Linked DNA regions of Mus musculus: region 1 is linked to region 2. Evidence: chromatin contacts called from public HiChIP or PLAC-seq data. All regions are on one chromosome and are shown on one strand. The core of a region is the stretch at or near the end of the contact, and the rest is flanking DNA. Distances in the headings are between cores, read along the strand shown. Region 1 overlaps Shroom3 (shroom family member 3). Region 2 overlaps Sdad1 (SDA1 domain containing 1).

What was found. HiChIP or PLAC-seq counts read pairs in DNA pulled down with a chosen protein or histone mark.
Region 1: a FOXA1 HiChIP or PLAC-seq map of pancreatic cancer cells shows a contact between it and region 2. The contact joins two enhancer-like sites. A contact is called at or near these places in 1 of 115 datasets of contacts at active chromatin or transcription factors (pancreatic cancer cells) and 1 of 9 other capture datasets (adipose tissue).

What each region holds. Positions count from the first base shown.
Region 1 is chr5:92,821,491-92,826,099 of GRCm38.p6, reverse strand. All of the region lies in intron 2 of Shroom3 (shroom family member 3), which reads right to left. Among named protein-coding and RNA genes, the nearest start is that of Mir1961, 35 kb to the right of the region's middle. Within about 2 kb of position 1,284, at least 42 of the 459 cell types and tissues checked have an H3K27ac peak or open chromatin away from gene starts, as enhancers often do. A contact at or near this core is called in pancreatic cancer cells, where this site is marked.
Region 2 is chr5:92,281,159-92,286,201 of GRCm38.p6, reverse strand. It overlaps Sdad1 (SDA1 domain containing 1), which reads left to right. Exons shown (of 22, transcript NM_172713.2): 22 at 1-2,192. Among named protein-coding and RNA genes, the nearest start is that of Naaa, 5.5 kb to the right of the region's middle. Within about 2 kb of position 2,876, at least 55 of the 459 cell types and tissues checked have an H3K27ac peak or open chromatin away from gene starts, as enhancers often do. A contact at or near this core is called in pancreatic cancer cells, where this site is marked.

The DNA.
Region 1 (4,609 bases), core at 35-2,534, 540 kb before region 2:
TGTGTGGTGTATATGTGAATGTGTATATGTGTGTGTATGAGTGTGTATGTATGATGTGCATGGTGTGTGTGGGTATGATTGTGGGTGTGTATGGTGTGGTGTGTGTATGTATGTGGTGTATGTGTGTATGAGTGTGGGGGAGAATGTGTGTATATGTGTGTGAGTATGTGTGTGGTATTATATGTGGGGTACGGTGTGTGTATGTATGTGTGGTGTGTGTGGTATGTATGTGGATGAGTGTGTGGGGGTATGGTAAAGCATTCTACCATAAAATCCTAACACCCCAGATCCTAAGAGCCTTTATCTTGGAATGTTTTCAGCAGCCAGACACCTGCCCACGAGCATCTAGAAGCCTGATTGTCCCCCTCCACACAGCTGCAACAAGCATAAAGCTTTACAGACCATGTTCAGTGTCCCCTCAGCAAAATCCCCTTTAATTGAAAACTACTGACTTAAGCTCTTCCCTGCTGCCTAATTTCCCATTCTTGTACAGCGAACAATTAGAGTTCACTAATTTTGAATTTTCTCCCTTCTTTTCCAAGGACAAAGTAGATTTACAGTAACATAAATATACAGTTTCCCAGTTCCCACTCTTTGATCCTCATGTCTGCTTCAGTGACAGCCAAAACTAATAATTAATATTGGGGTCTGTGGGTACAGCTCAGTGGGAGATCATTTGCATAGCATGCACAAGGTCCCGAGTTCAATTCTCAGCACCCCAAACAAGCAAATGCTTTAATGCTTGCACGTATTTCTCTCTCCCTCTCTGTCTCTGTTCTTCTCTCTCTCCATCCCTCCTTCCTGCTATGGGTCTGTGATGAGGATGTATGAGCTCAGGTGTGCATATACCATAGTACATATGGAGAGGTCAGAGGGCAACTTTGGTTGTCAGTCCTTGCCTTCCTCCTAGTTTGATGCTGGCTCTCTTGGTCATTTGCCTCTGCATATGACAGATTAGTGCTGGCCCCAAATCTTCATGGGAGTCTGGGTTCTGGGGGGGAACTCATGTCCTCACGCTTGGGTGGCACCTCCCCAGCCCTGAGCCTGTGTTATCCCAGTCACTTTAACAATATTACTTCCTGAATTCTCCCTGTTCCCTTTTTCATACGTGAGACAAAAGCACACCAGAGTCTCTTTTCAGTTCCATTAAGCCATAAAAGCATTTCTAGTTTGTAAAAACACAAACAGGAGCCTTTCTAGAAGCATCTCTGTCATACCTACAAGCAATGAAAACTGGCAGGACCCTGAGGGACATTCCAGAGCAGTGACCAAAGTGTATGACAAGGCGGTTTCTTGATAAGAATATTGAAGTGCATTTTCTTGGAGCTATTAACTACGGGCAGCGCAGGCTCGAGTTCACAGGAGTCTGAGTTGACTAATGTTAATTGTTAATGCAGTGTAGCTTCTGTGGCCTCTAATTCTTAGGAAAACACCTTGGTCGTGTGAAAACCAGCTACCATGTTTTTCTGCCTTTCTTCTAGTGGTTTCTGTAGGTTGGAGATTTGCTTTCCCCTACCAACTGTAATCAGTACAGTCTCTCCCAGCCTATATCAGGAGGGAGCATGTGATGTGGGAAACCTGCTCTCTGACTCACGAGTCCTGGGCCAACACAAAGAAGGCTCTATTGTCGCCATCCAGTAGATGTCGGTAGCCCAAAGGCTAAGTGAATGAATCAACAATGCAGACCATACCTTTCTTGATGTCTGAAACTGCTCTTCCTAACAAAAACAGAGACAGCATTACTCATTTGTAGCAAAAACAGGGACGCTGGCAAATGGTTGTAGCTGATGGTGCACGGAGGTGGTGTTCTGCTCAAGACCATCATGATGTGAGCACATGCTGTCAGGAAGGATGCTGCTAGCTAAGTACAGTATCAGACCCAAGATGCTACTCTCTGCAGAAAGCATGGGAAGGGGTCTGGGACACTTTGGATTTAGCATCTGTGTTGAGGTAGGTTCTTCCGGTGTACCCCAGGTTGACCTTGAATTCACACTCTTCCTGTCTCAGCCTTCCCGTGTAGCTGGGATTGGAGGTAGGCATACATCACTGTGCCTCACAACATTGTACTTTTGAGAGATTGGGATGGATTCTGAACAGGAGGATTTTTTTTTCTTTTGTGGGGTACTGGGGCTTGAGCTGGGGTATAGGGCATACTCAGTAGTGTTCTACTTAACCAGACTACATCCCCAGTCTTAGTCTAGGAAGACTAACCAAGGGCAATGAAGCCACTGGGCATTCGGTGTGTCCTACTTCGAATGACCTGGTTTTCTGCTAGGGGTTTTGCTCCACTTGAGCGAAATCCTAACCCAGAAGACAGCTATGATTTCCTTCTATAACAATTGGTCATTCTCTGAAGGGACACAGCGCAAGACCAGTGTGTTTTAACTCCAGTATCAAAGCCCTTGCTTTTAATCTTTAACCACAACACTTACATAAGGAACTTTTATTGTTATTATTCAACAGAGAGAACCTGACCAGACACTGTGTCAGAGTTCTCGGGGTTATCAGTCCTTGCAGGATCACGACAATTTTCCACTGGGCAGCTAACCTGAAAACCCTCGGAGTCACTTTTGTTTCCCCTCACTCAGCCTGTCACCTCATCCCCCTAGGCCACCCTCCAGGGAGTGAATGTGCCACTGCCCCCTCCCCTGAGTCTAAGTCATGCCCCCATCATTTCTCATCCAGATCCATCAATCTCTCTGGTTTAACTCCAGACTCACCCAGTTCAACCAAGACGATGCTAGGCATCAGGAATGTTGCTCAACGATAGTACACTTACCTAGCATGAACAAAGCCCTGGCTGGGTTCATACCCCATCGCCACAAAAACAAAGAACAATAAAAAAAGACATGACAAAATGCGGCCAGTGAGGCCTTTACAAATACAGGTTTGGAGCTGTTTTCTAGTGGTCTTTTCAATCTGTCATTACCTCCATCTTCACACTTTCAGGTCCTGCTTAGTCGCAGGAGAACCCTCATACAGATTCCAGAAAGGACAGCTGCACCCAGACAGGCCTACCCTAGCTCATTTGGAACCTGTGCAAATTAGGAAATGCCACCTTCGAACCAGAAAGCAAAGCCCAGGCTGGACTATAGCAACTACTCCCACTTGCTGGGCAGCTCCACCCTGGTTTTTTTTTTTTTTTTTAAGCACATCTCAGATGAACCTTTTGCCTTTATCCCCCTGCCTTGGGGTTCTCTTCACATGTCTCTCCGCTTTTGAACAACAGTTTAACTTTGTCTAGAAAAATCTCGACTTCCAAATCCAGATTCTAAACCCCTATTTGCATTTCCAAAAACCAAGACAGCCATGCTTCTGTAAGAAGCTTTTACTGGAGCTGGGGAGGTGGCTCAGTGGTTAAGCACACACACCACACCATTCTTTCCAGAGGAAACTGGTTCAGTTTCCAGCATGGACATGCTGGCTCACAACCATCCAAAACCCAGGACCAGGGCATCTGATGCCTGTTTCTTAAATCTGTGGGCCTCAGACATGAATGTGATACACACACACACACACACAGAGAGAGAGAGAGAGAGAGAGAGAGAGAGAGAGAGAGAGAGAGAGAGAGAGAGAGAGAGAGAGAGAGAGAAGAGAGAGAGAGGCAAAACACTCATATATTTAAAATAAATCTTCAAAGAAATTTAAAGAAGATTATTATTATTATTATTATTATTATTACTGGTTTGATGGTATGGGGGAATGAACCCAGGACCTCGTGTGTATTTAAGACATTTTCTATCACTGACCTACATCTCCAGCTTTCAAAGTTCTGGATGTGTGTGTGGTGTGTGTGTGTGTGTTCTTTTTTATGCATGTGTTCATGCGCACATGGGTGCCTATGGATACCAGAGATCAACCTTGTTTAATTTAAAAATTTTTTCTTATTGTTTGTGTGTGAATATGCTGGATGTCTGACAGCACCACGTGTGTGTCTGGTGGCCTGGTACCTGTGGAGGCCAGGAAAAGGCCTCAGGTGCTCCGGTGAGTAGAGTTACAGATGGTTGTGAGCATCCCGGGCAGGGCGGGTTCTAGCAATGAATCCAGGAACAACAAGTGACCACTGAGCCACCTCCTCAGTTCCCACTGTTTCGTTGTTTGTGTGTTCTCAGACAGGGTCTCTCCCTGGCCTGGAGCTCTCCCATTAGGCTAGGCTGGCTGACCAATGAGCCCCAGGGACCTGCATGTCTATGTCTCGTCTCCCCAGAGATGTGTTTACAAGTGTGCACTGCTATACATCGGGTGAGTTTTGAGTATCAAACTCAGGTTCTCACACTTGCATGGCTAACAGTTTACTGACTGAGCTGTGTCTTCAGCTCTAGTACCATTCTCATTTTTATTCTATTCTATTTTATTTTATTTTTGGTGGCTGTTAGAATTATAGATTTTTTTTTCTAATCTATTCCCCACATTAGATACTGAGTTCTCTGAGAGCAAGACGCTGGCCTTCAGGTTTGTGTGCCTACCAAGCCTGGCACGGGACCTAAGAGGTTGCAGAAAGAAGTTGTTGAAAGTCAAACAAACACAGTCTCTTGCTTTCTTAGGCTTGTCACGGGGTAAGATGGAGGCTTTTCAGTCACCCCCACCCCAGCAATTTGGAGATTAGGCC
Region 2 (5,043 bases), core at 1,627-4,126:
GTCAAGGCAGGAGGCTCGTGAGTTTAGAACCAACTTGACATCCTGAGTTAGTTCAGGGCAGCCTGAGCTACGTAATTGAGAAGCAAAGCTATCTTTGAGCTATCGTTGGGTGGCTGGTTCTCTGCTGCCTGTTGCTGTTGGGGTTTGTTTTCCTTTCTTTCCTGTGCGGGAGGCGAGCCCTGGGCCCTCTTGCTCACCCTGAGCAGGTTCTCCCTGGGCTTCACCCCACCCCTGAGTGCCTACTCTTCACATGGTTTGATCAGTTCCCGTGCCTTGTTCTCAACCAAAGCTACAGGTGGTTAGTAGTCAGATGGGTGTGTACCGCGGTGTGTGCTGCTGTTGCCACACGTGAATGCATTGCAGGACCCAGTCTGCATGCAGGCTGCTGGCTTTAGAAGCAGTTTGATGCCTTTTGCCTCAGACTTCCTAGGTGCTATTGTCATGAGAACAGGTTTGATGTTCACGTTAGAGGAAGGGCAGTCTCTGCCCCTGGGCTGGAGAGCAACTGCTGCTGGTTGCCTTCCTCTCCATCGATGGCTCTGTTCAGCTTCTGAGGTCGACTTGGGTTTATTTGTCCCTTGCTTTCCCCAACGGTGCCCAGGTCACTGTAGGGGACTGCCCGTCAGCCTCACCCAGCACTGCTGTGGAGGAAGTTTCTGGTGCCTATCTGTGTGTGTGAGACCTGAAGCCGTCCCTTGGCCTTCTTCCTGTGTTCCTCACGGGTGTGTGCTCAGGAACCAGCTCTGAGCAGCCGGAGCTCTGAAAGCAGCTGGAGCTCCCAGCCCCTGGGACTTCAGGCACACAGTACCAAGGCCAGTTCTAGGCTGCTGGGTCATACCCAGGGATTGGCATAGAAATCCAGAATGCCAGCATGCCACATGCATGGCATTAGCAAAGTTCACAGGACGCTCTCGCCTGTTCCCTGCAGCATCTCTGGTGCTAGCTAAGGGTCTCCTATGATGTAGAGGGCACAGCAGCTGTTTGAACATGAGGATTAACCCCAGCCTGCCACGGTTTCCATCTGTAAATGTTAGACCACCTACCTCTCTTTTAGTAAATTGTGTTTTGGGAGGGTTTTTGTTGTTGTTGTTTTCCTTATAGTTGCTATGTTTATTTTAACCATCCAACCCAATGTTTAGGCAGCTAGTGTAAAGCCCATATTGAATATCCATTGTGTATAAAGCACTGCTAGATGTTTGTGTCATGTTGAAACTTATTCCCAATGCGTGTGGTAGGCAGGACCGCACTGTAGAAAACAGTTCCTAAGTCCGGTGGCTACTGGAATAGTTTTTAAATGTTACAGTTAATGCAAATTTTGTTTTTTGAAAATGTATAATGTATATAGAGTATTACATTGAAATTTCAGTTTAAAATGTATAATGTTTGTAGAGTATTACGTTGAAATTTCAGTTTAAAACGTTTAATTGTTCTGAGTGTCCTGTTTAAGCTCTTCTAGGTGACATATTTTTAAACTCTCTCTAGATGATGTTTTCTCCCAAATAGTACCCTCTCGTTCCTTACATGGTTTGGAGTGTATTTCTCGAGATTTAGGGAGGCTTTACCAGGTATGGGGACACACACCTGTAACCCCAGCACTTGGGAGAATGAGGCAGGCAGTGGGGTGCTCTGGGTTGAGACCACATAGCAAGAGAGCAAAACCCTGTCTGGGGGCTTGGGGGTGGGGTGAGGATATGAAATGGGGGAAGAGTAGAGAGAGCTTGACCAAAAGAAGAAAGCTTGCAGCAGCTGGAACTCTGGGTCAGGTCAGAGCTCCGGGATTAAGCCTTTCCTGTCGTCTCTGCTTCTCACCCATGTGAAGATACAAAGGAAAGCGGAGAGCACAGCAGCTTCAGCCACAGTCAACAGCACAACTCCTCTTCCTATAAGGCTGTCTGTGTCATTTTCTCCTGCAGATTCTGCTTGTGTGTTTTGACCATCTCATCTCAGTGTATAAGTAGCTAAAGTTTGAAAAGGATTTGTAGCATAATTCAGTGTACATGTAGGTAATTATAAAAAAATCCAGAAAATGTGCCAAATATTAGGGGGTGGGAGTTGGTGCTGGGATCATGTGTAAGGTGTATTTTCTTTCTACTTTCTGAGTCTTTCACGGTGTATATGTTTTTACTTAATGTCATTGTGTAAGAAACCAAAAAGTAAAAGTGAGGTGAGAAATAAAGGTCTGTGGCAAATCGTCCTTGTGAAATCTCTCCATAATTAGAAGGAGCAGCATCCTTCCCATCCCCCCACCCACACTGGCGAATGATGTCAGGATCAAGCCAAGGCCCCTCATGATGTGGGGCAAGTGAGCTACTACCAAGCTATACTTCAGACTAGACAGACCTGTGCTGTCAGCCCCAAGGCACTGTGGGCTTTAAGCGTTCTCCCCTTCCTCATTCTTTCCCTGGCTTCCCAGTGTCTAGAAAGATCCTATAAGACCCTGTCTGAGCCCTGCCAGCAATACTCAATGTTGTCAGAAGGACCATTAACCAGGGGCTGGAGAGCTGGATCAGTCTTTGTGACCCAGTGCCCTGTTTAAGGGCACCAGGCACGCATGTGGAGAAATACACATGCAGGCAAAACACCCTACACATTTAAAAAATCCTTTAAAAGTACCATTAACATGTTTAAAAAAAAAAAAAAAAAACTGGCTTACAGTTTGCACAAGAGTCTAAAGAAGAAAACCATAAACGTCAGCTCAAAGAAATCCCAAGTAGGCAAGAGCTGCAGTTTGTTTTGAGCTACAATATGAAAACATACATCTGTGGTCGTTTCCCTGCAGGTAACAGTGCATTTTAAATATCCTAACCAAACAAGAGCTTGTCTCCCATAAGTCTAGGTGTGGACAGATAACAAACTGCTTTGTCACCCTTGGACTTGAGATGTGGGTGTGGTGTGGCTGTGGTTGGCTCATTTCACATCCAGTTTTCATCTGAGTGCATTGTGCTGATTATTCTTAAGCCTCAACTTTCAACTCCTTTTCCTAGGAAAACAGTCCACAGAATCCCTCCTGCAGCCTACCAGAGTGATACATGGCCACTCTTCCTACGAGAAGGTGGGAAGTCGGGCTCTTGACCTCTGACTGCACAGTCATTCCAAGAGAACTGGGCTGCTTTCTAGCTAGGAGGACGTACATGGAACATGATTGGCGTCTGCCACAGCTTGTTAAATGACAGGAATAGATACAGCATCTCTAAACTATGGACAATATTGCGCACTCTAGTTAGGTGGAGTACTGGTTACATTCTTTTTGCTGTGATCAAATATCCGGGGAGAAGCAACTTAGGAAAAACTCACTTTGACTCCCAGTGTGAAGGGATACAACCTTTGTAGAGAGAGGCATGGCAGAAGGCAACTCCCTGGAGCCAGTGTGTGACTAAGGCTCCTCATCTCCACAGCCAGAAGCCAGAGCAAATGCCTGAAGCCCTCATTGGACCTCAGCCCAGGTCCCCCTGGCCAGCCTCCAGTTCCTAAAGTTCTGAACTCCAAAACCACCACTGCCAGCTCGTGAGGCTGTGGGGAACATTTGGTGCCCAGGTAACAATTGTTAGTGAACGTTATTTTAAGCTAAGAGGCAAGGCGGGATGTGTGGTGCCCACCTATAATCCCAGTACTCATGAGGCTGAGGTTGAAGGGATAGAGAATTTAAAGGTCAGCCTGGGCTACACACACCCTGTCTTAAAACATATACAGGAGATATAAACACTAGTAATGTAAGGGGGGGGTGTTTTTAAAGCAGCATATCTTTATATAGTATATGCAATATATTTAAATGTGTGGGACAGTAGACCGTGCCAGGACACTTGGTAAGGTTGAATGGGTCTGAGACCCCAGCACACAGGCATCCGCCTGAGATGATAGGCCATCTCCCTGCTCCCTACCAGGTTCCTGGCCCGGAACACACGCTACACTGGAATGTGTAGGAAACGTGACCTGTGGTCACAGAGTTCTCCGTGCTAATGAGGTATCTAGAGGTCCCGAGTGTTAAGCCAGTAAGCTTCCCTTCCTGGACATTCCTTCCTGCAAAAGGTATTTAGTCTCGGGTTCACCCTGAGAAGGTGGTATGCACCCATTTTCCACGATGAGCAGTCAATAAATGGTATGGATAAAGATGGAGCATGGAGAAAGCCTTTGACTGTGAGCTACAGCCTAAGTCTCCAGTAAAAGGCATCTCTGTGATCCCAGGCCAAGCTAAGGACAATCACCAAGGAACTAAGCCGGAGTTCTCACCCCCACCCACCCCTCCCAGGGCTCATTGGCCTCAGCCCCAGGACCCCTAACTCTGTCACTCCCCCACCCCCTCGTGGCCCAGTAGCACCTGAATGTCCAGGAGTTTGGAAGCTCCTGGTCCTAGGCTCTTCATTGCATTCTTGACTCTTCTGTGTGGTTTTCCAGCAGTGACTGGGTGCCTGGGAGTCAGGGAACCCCAGCCTTGGCCTCCCACATTTAGACTGCTTTTTCCCACCCCATGAGCAGTGTCTTGGCACTTCACCCTAGCGATGGGCCCACATAAATACATATATATGTAAATATATATATTCTATATATATATTAGATACTGCAGCTTTTTGTATTAGTCTCTAAAATTGGAATGTGTCTAATTTTTTTGCATCCATATGACATTATTAGCATATTGTTCTTGCTTGCACATTCACAAACTCAGTCTCAGATCTTCAGTTGTCACCTGTTAATATCACACAGGCATTAGCATCCAACCTTAGAGAATGGGGCTTAGTAGCTGGTAAGAAAATACAAGAAAAAATGATAAAACATTTTAAGCTATTGTCATAACAGACATAAAAGTACAAGTCCCAGGGTTGAGTATCTGAGCTTAGTGGGTAGAATGCTTCTGTAGCATATACAAACCCCTGGTTTCAGTTCCCAATACCACACAAGGGCTGGCATGGTTATACACTCCCATGTTCCCAGTACCTCACAGCAAGCCTGAAGGCTGCCTGGGGTACACAAGACCCCACTCAAAAAAAGTGTCACAACACTAAGGACACTTAAACTTAGCAAACTTTACAACCACATCACGGTATACAC